2 separate regions of the Anser cygnoides genome follow, and region 1 is linked to region 2. Evidence: chromatin contacts called from public Hi-C data. All regions are on one chromosome and are shown on one strand. The core of a region is the stretch at or near the end of the contact, and the rest is flanking DNA. Distances in the headings are between cores, read along the strand shown.

What was found. A called contact is a pair of places that touch in the nucleus more often than the background predicts.
Region 1: a contact with region 2 is called in a Hi-C map of liver, with 1.9 times the contacts expected there. The contact joins the promoter of DIPK2A here to the promoter of LOC106036243 in region 2. A contact is called at or near these places in 2 of 7 Hi-C or Micro-C datasets (granulosa cells and liver).

What each region holds. Positions count from the first base shown.
Region 1 is chr9:2,092,765-2,096,356 of Taihu_goose_T2T_genome, reverse strand. DIPK2A (divergent protein kinase domain 2A) reads left to right here and starts at 2,312. Exons shown (of 3, transcript XM_048049391.2): 1 at 2,312-3,110. The coding sequence starts at 2,457.
Region 2 is chr9:1,338,909-1,342,277 of Taihu_goose_T2T_genome, reverse strand. It overlaps LOC106036243 (phospholipid scramblase 1), which reads right to left and starts at 1,341. Exons shown (of 9, transcript XM_013181560.3): 1 at 1,258-1,341.

The sequences.
Region 1 (3,592 bases), core at 1,063-3,562, 750 kb before region 2:
CATATATGGAACTAGCAATAACAGGTAACTGTTAGAATGATGCTTCACAACACACAGCAAACCAGGACCTCACTACTGATCTACTGCAAAGACCTGTGTGACTAAACCAACCTGCTGTGCATCAGAGATCTTCATGCATTTGCTCTGCACTGATGGTCTGCATTTTCATTCTAGTCACTGGAATCTTTGATGAATTACATTGTCATATATAATGAAGTCTTCACAGGAAAAACACTGTAGTTTACTTTGAACTTAGTCAGAAGAAAGCAACTCTAGAAAAACAGAATTTGAAGTGCATGTATTATAGTGCATTATCTAGTTTGTTTCGCATTCCCCTGCACCTTGAAATGGATTCCCCTCCCCTCTTGAAATGGCTCATTCACAAATCATGCTTTTTAAATTACAAGCTCCATATATCATTCCCGAAGAATTAATTTTTTTATCAAGTGCTCTTCCTCCTTTGTTTTTCCTTAGTAACTCTGCCTCTACTTTTTTATTTTCCAGCCTTAAGCAAAATATGTAAATCTGAATTACAGCCACACTGTATAAAAAGGCAGCCTCTACCTTCCTTTATCCCTCAGAAAGTATCCCCAGTTATCCCCAAAGTCTCCTACAAATACCAATGAAACCAGAAATATTAGCAACTTTTATGTAGCTCAGAGCAAGTTTTCTTTTTCATTTTTTTTTTTAAGCAGTATATTTATTTATGGATTTACAGTGCAAAAGGCCTTAAGAGCACTACATTGTTGCTGGAAAAAAGTATTAGTTAAAGTATTTAACAGCTTCTTTGTACGTAAAATGATGTTTTCATCTAGTAAAGACTAAAATGTTTTGTTAACATTCAGAAGAATCAAGCTGTTTCCCTATATCCAAGTAAGAAAGCTTGAGAAATAAGAATCAAGAAAGCAATGTATAACTAAATGTTAATTCAACATATTTGTTTATATCTGGATTTCTTAGTGGCTTAATAGACAAGTTCCAGCAAGTATTGGTAGATGAAAAAAAACCACTACCAGTGTGTAAAGAAGACTGACCATGTTTGGCTACTGAAATTGGAGTTTATATCCAGAAAAAAATCAGCTCAGCTTTCAGGATCAGTGTGTCCATAGTAAAGACTTGAGTTAGGGTAAACTATATGTATATGTACGTATATGAGTAAATAACATATATATATATTTGTTTTCTAATAAATTCATAGTTTTGTAGTCAAGATCTTGCTGATTAGATTATTTGACCCTACAAACAGCTTTTAACAAGGCATGGTGAATGAGATATGCCTGAGGTGCAAGTTCACTGTACACAGTCAACGACAACTTGTGTGATGGATGCCTGGAGCTGTTTTTATACGTATAAATTACAAATATCGACATCAAAACAGCACACAGTGAGTTAAGTGCATGCTAATGTAAAAACAGAAACGTAATACTCCAGATAATATGTGCTTAAATGTATGCACCATGGAAATGAAGTAACTGGTAGACATCCGTTGCGCTGCACTGCCCCAACACCGGTCAGTCAGTTATCCCTCGTGCACTTTTGGGACCGAGCAGGTCTGCAGTGACCGGGGAGCGCAGAAGACGGGCTGTCGCCCGTTTTTCAGTCACAAATTGGAGGACCCATCCAGTCCTGGACTACCGTGAGGAGTTTTGGGGCCCCGTGTCATTTTGTGAGGAGAAGTAGCGGGAGCCGGCGGGGGGCAGTCGGCGGGCACCACCCAGCGCTGCCGTCCCCTCAGGGCGAGCCGCGGCCGAGCCGCCGCTGAGGGGCAGCGCCGAGCCGCGGTGCCGCCGTGACGGGCGGGGGACAGCGTCGTGACAGGCGGGACGCTGTCGTGACAGGCAGCGATGGAAACGGCGATAGCGGGGGCTGAGAGAGGTCGCGTTAAGGGCAGCTGACGATCTCTGACCGCTCCTAACCGGGACCGGGGGGGGCTACGGTGGCAGCCGGCGCCATCACAACTCCCCCGCCCGCCCCTCCACCCCCATCTCCTGAAGGAGGCGGGTACCGCCCGCCCCGCCCCCCCCGAGCCCCGCCCTCAGGAAGAAGCGCGTACGCCAGGCACGCGCGTCACGTGCAGCCAACCGCCGCGGCCGCCGCCGCTCTCCCTCCAAGGCCCCGCCCCCTCCCCAGGTGGGCGGGGGGAGGTGGCGGAGGAGGAGGGGGCGGAGGGGGCCCCTCAACGGCGGCGGCGCCGCGGCCCCTCCCCGTGGGCGTGCCCTGCCGTGGCGGCGGGCTGCTGGCGCCGCCCCCCGCGCCTTCCCCCCGCTGCCCTCCCCCGCCCGCCGTCCCCTCAGTAACTTGGCCGCCGCTCGTCGGGCGGCGAGGCGGCCGGTGCGGGTGCGGCGGGGCTGAGGGAAGGAGGGGGGGAAGCGGGAGGGCCGGGGCCCGGCTCGCCTCGCCTCGCCTCGGCTCTGCTTCTCTCGGCTCCCCGGCCCGGCCCGGCCCGGCCCGGGACGATGCTGCGGCTGGTGTCGCTGAAGTTGGGGCGGCTGTACCGCTACGTGAAGCTGGCGGTGCTGGGCAGCCTGGCGGCGGCGCTGGTCCTGAACACGCACTCGCTGCTGGCCTCGCTGCAGCGCAACGAGCTGGCGGAGCGGCGCTTCCTGCAGCTCAATAAGTGCCCGGCCTGCTGGGGCACCAGCTGGTGCCGCAAGTTCCTCAACGGGCAGCTGCGGCTGGAGAGCTGGGGCCGCCTGCGGCTCCTCGACTTCTTCAACGTCAAGAACGTGTACTTCGCCCGCTACGGGGAGCCCCGCGAGGGCAGCCGCCGCGTCGTGCTCAAGCGCCTGGGCTCGGCGCAGGAGCTCGCCGAGATCGACGCCAAGATTTGCCGCCGCGCCACCGGCAGGGGCCGCTGCGACCTCCCGCAGGCCCTGCACGCCACCGAGTTCGCCAGCCTCAACGGCGACGTGCGGCTGCTCACCCCCGACGCCGTGGAGGGCTGGTCTGACCTGGTGCACTGCCCCTCGCAGCGCCTGCTCGACCGCCTGGTGCGCCGCTACGCCGAGACCAAGGACTCCGGCAGCTTCCTGCTGCGCAACCTCAAGGACTCGGAGCGCATGCAGCTGCTCATCACCCTCGCCTTCAACCCCGAGCCGCTGGTGCTGCAGGTGGGTCCCCCGGGGCGCCTCCATGGCGGTGCCCCCCGTACCGCCGCGCCCCCGGGCCCTTCCCCGGCCGGGGAGGGTCGCAGCCTAAAAGGAGCACCAAATCAGCCTGCCGTTGTCTGCAGTGACGCGTTTTATATCCTTTAATTAAGGGGGCTGATGGCAAATTGGTAGGCAGATGTACAATATGTTCTAAACTTCGGGGTTTATTCAGGTTTTTAATTTAAAAGCTTACGGTAGACCACGGTGTCCGTGGCACCGCTCGCTGCTCCCCTCACACATCTGTTTACACTGGGCAGTGCCTCTCCGGGCTTTACATTTCAGCACCCAACACCGCTGGGGGAACTCCAAGCATGCTGAGTGTAAGTTTGGGTTCCGCGTTGTTCTGTCTAGCTACAGAGCCATCCTCACTTCTATGCAATTCTTTTGTTCAAAAGAGTATTTGCAAATACGTGTGAGAGCATCACTGGTATTTGCAGCATGAT
Region 2 (3,369 bases), core at 92-2,591:
ACAAAACAGTTCCAGTTCAGAGAACAACAGAAAGGGAACAACAGCCTGAGGCTGTTGTTCCTTTTTAATGGACGGCAGAACACCCATAGTTCATTTTCAGGTTTTAAGAACTGCATCACACAGCTTCTCATTTTCCAGAGCTCACTTACCCTGATACACGTCTGTAGCTAGGCTGCAACTAATTTAGAGACATCTTAATTCACTTAACTGCAGAGCTTCCGCTTTTTATCTGGAAAATAATGCTGGCTTCATTCATGACCACCACTTTCATTTCTTACCCTGCTGCATAAGAGACTGCCGTGAGCACACTAACACAAGCCCCTAAGCACTAACGTCATGCACAGCGTCACTTAAATACCAAAACAGGCCCTTTCTGAGAAGGTTTACGATTTGAAAAACAGAATGCTGAATACCTGTAAAGCACACGTTAGTTCACCCTAGGTAGCTCTATGGTACTTTTTTGATAACCGTGTTCGACTAACCAAACCCTGGATTTAACCCCAACTCTAGAAACACAGCATACTTAAAAAAATCATCCGGGTGATGGAATTAAAAACTGTTTCCCGTTGAAGTTACCGAAACAGCCCGTCCGGAAGGCAGGGCGCAGCGATCAGCCTGGCCCCTTGCGGACCCCAACCCTAAGGGCCGGCAGCGCCAGCACCGGGGCAGCGCCGAGCCGAGCCGAGCCGTGCCGAGCCCCTGCGACCACCACCGCCCGAGCCGTGCCTGCCACTCGCAGCTCGCCCAAGCGGCCATCAGCAAGACGTTTCCGTAACCCCCTCCCCATAATCTGCAAGCAGGAGGGGTGCTTCGCCACCTCTAACAACTAGCTACCGCAAAAGAGAGGCATTTTGTCACTCACGGCGCAATCCCCGAATAGCCAAACGTGGCCATCCTGACCATTCCCGTCCCTATGACGGAAGCCCAGAAACCTTACAGGAGCCCCTAGAACAAACCCCACGCGGTGGGCACACGCTCACCTCCCCAGGAGACCCCACCCCTCCCGCACCAGTCCCCGCTCCGTTCCCCGTCGCCGCAGCGCAGCACCCGGCCCTACCCGGCCTTGCTCGGCCCTACCCAGTCCCCCGGAGCGGAGCGGGAGCGGGCGGGGAACGCCGCCGCCCCCGGGGCCGGCAGGGGCGGGGAGGGAGCGGAGCCTGGCCGCGGTGTCGCGTTCGTGCGTCAGGGGCAGCCCCCGGCAGCCCCCGCCCGGCCTCAGCCGTCCGCTGGCGGCGGAACGGAAGGGCAAGTATTTACTGAAGTGAAGGGCCGCTGTAGTTCCAGAAGGTTTTCTTGCAAAGGCAGAAATTTAAGGTGGCAGCAGCTCTCTGGGCTTAACTCAAACAACACGTGCTCTGACGTTAAGGAGGGTTGGCTCTCCGGTCCTGCGCGTGTAGGTGTTGGCTTTTACATGCGGATCAAATGCTTACTCACGGTCAGCTACAAGCCTAAAAAGCATATCCTAGGCTTCCCATGGTGTTAACAAGATCACGTCCTGCCAACACATTTTCTAGTAATACCTAAATGCTCAGCAAAGACAGCTGGTTTCTCATAAATACATATCACAATGGGAAAAAAATAATCACTAAAACAGGTTTGATTAGTGCTTACCCTGAAACACTATTTCTGAAAGATTTCCTGAAAACATATTTTATATATATAGGTTTTGCTTGTATTTTATTTTATTTGTATTTATTTATTTCTATTTTATTTATGATTACCTTGTCTTTGGTTCATTCTAATGCCTGACACTATCATAGTACTTACCAATAGAATGGCACTAGTTGGAGAAATACTGGATAGTGCCATGGATTCATAACGCTTGAGGAAACACTGTTTTTAAGTCTGAAATGGTCCAAAGTTTCTAAAAAGTCTCTCGTCTCTTTTTCAAGCTGTTTTATTTCAAGAACATTTGCCTCTGGATAGCTCCCCCAAAAATGAGTCTTACAAAGAGGCAGCTTCATGATGCAGACTCCAGACGCAGAACATGATTGCGAGAAATATGGTAAGGAAAGGGGGCCCCGTATTATATTAGGCCAAGCAGGACAGAGAACACTTTAATTTCAAAACTGCCTGAATACAAACAGATTTTGTGGGTGGACCAAAATTTACTGTACTTTCCTGTTTCCATGTAAAGTCTGTGGAGCCACACAGACTTTAATCCGTTAACAGCCCATCAGTGATGAAGCATGCCAAGGCCCAAAAAGAGTACCAGGAGAGCTGCTGGTGGTCCCTCATGTAAGAGCACATGGAGTTTGGGACCCAAAGGCCTACCATACCTATGTATGTGTATATATATAATATATAATTTTTATATTTTTATATATTATTTATATAGATAACACGTATAAAAGACATTTATATTTCATCAAAAGTGTCCCATTTGGTGGATGAGGTCAGACTGAGACAGGGAAGTGTTAAATCCTTCACTTACAGCTCAGCTTTTTATTGGAAAGGCTGCGTTATCAAAAAACATATTACAAGTATTTTCAGGTTAAAGATTATTAAAAGATGCAGTGAACATAAATGTCACCTAGATAAACCATGGATATATTTAAGTGAAATGCCTGGTTTTATAAGGGTCATAGTAGATTTATGTCAACGATAATCACGTTATATTTCAGTGTTACAGATAAACTAGTAAAACATATTGCAGAGGATCAGCTTGCAGAGACATTTCTTTACATGCCATTTAAGATTTACATGGAAGTCCTATTGTTTACAAATGTGTAGTCTATTTTTACTGTAATGGATTGTTATTTACATATTAATGACATCTTACTATTTAAATTCCAGATTTTTTTCTAACATGTTACAGAGAATAACAAAATATTTTCCTAAGCTTTAAATCTAATACTGAATTATCCTACTAGTTTCTTTAATGTTTTTGATTTCCAAGTCATTCAGTGAACATTATAAATTGAACTTTTTTTTTTTTTAAGTATTAGTTTAATAAAAGTATTAAGGACTTTTAGGGACTTCTAAACTTCTGTTCTTATTGTTGAAAGTCATTCGGAAGACTGGGTATTATTACATGTATAATGTGTACAGGTGGAGGTAAAAAATAATGAGATACAATATCTAAGCCTTATTTTCAGGATAGCAGAATTATAATAATAATAATAATAATAATAAAAACCATTTCTATAAAACATAGCTGTCAAAAAAGTCAGAAAAAAATATATTAGGCTGAGAAAGTATATTGCTTAATTCCTTGAATGCCTGGAAGCAATCTTGTTATTAAGTGAAATAGTGGAAGACCTTTAACTGAAATACAAAGTATTTCACCTCATGAAATCCCAGTCTTCTCGGATTAGTTTTCACACAGTTTTTGAAACAACAGACATTTCCTCTTAGTGACTGTTAGTT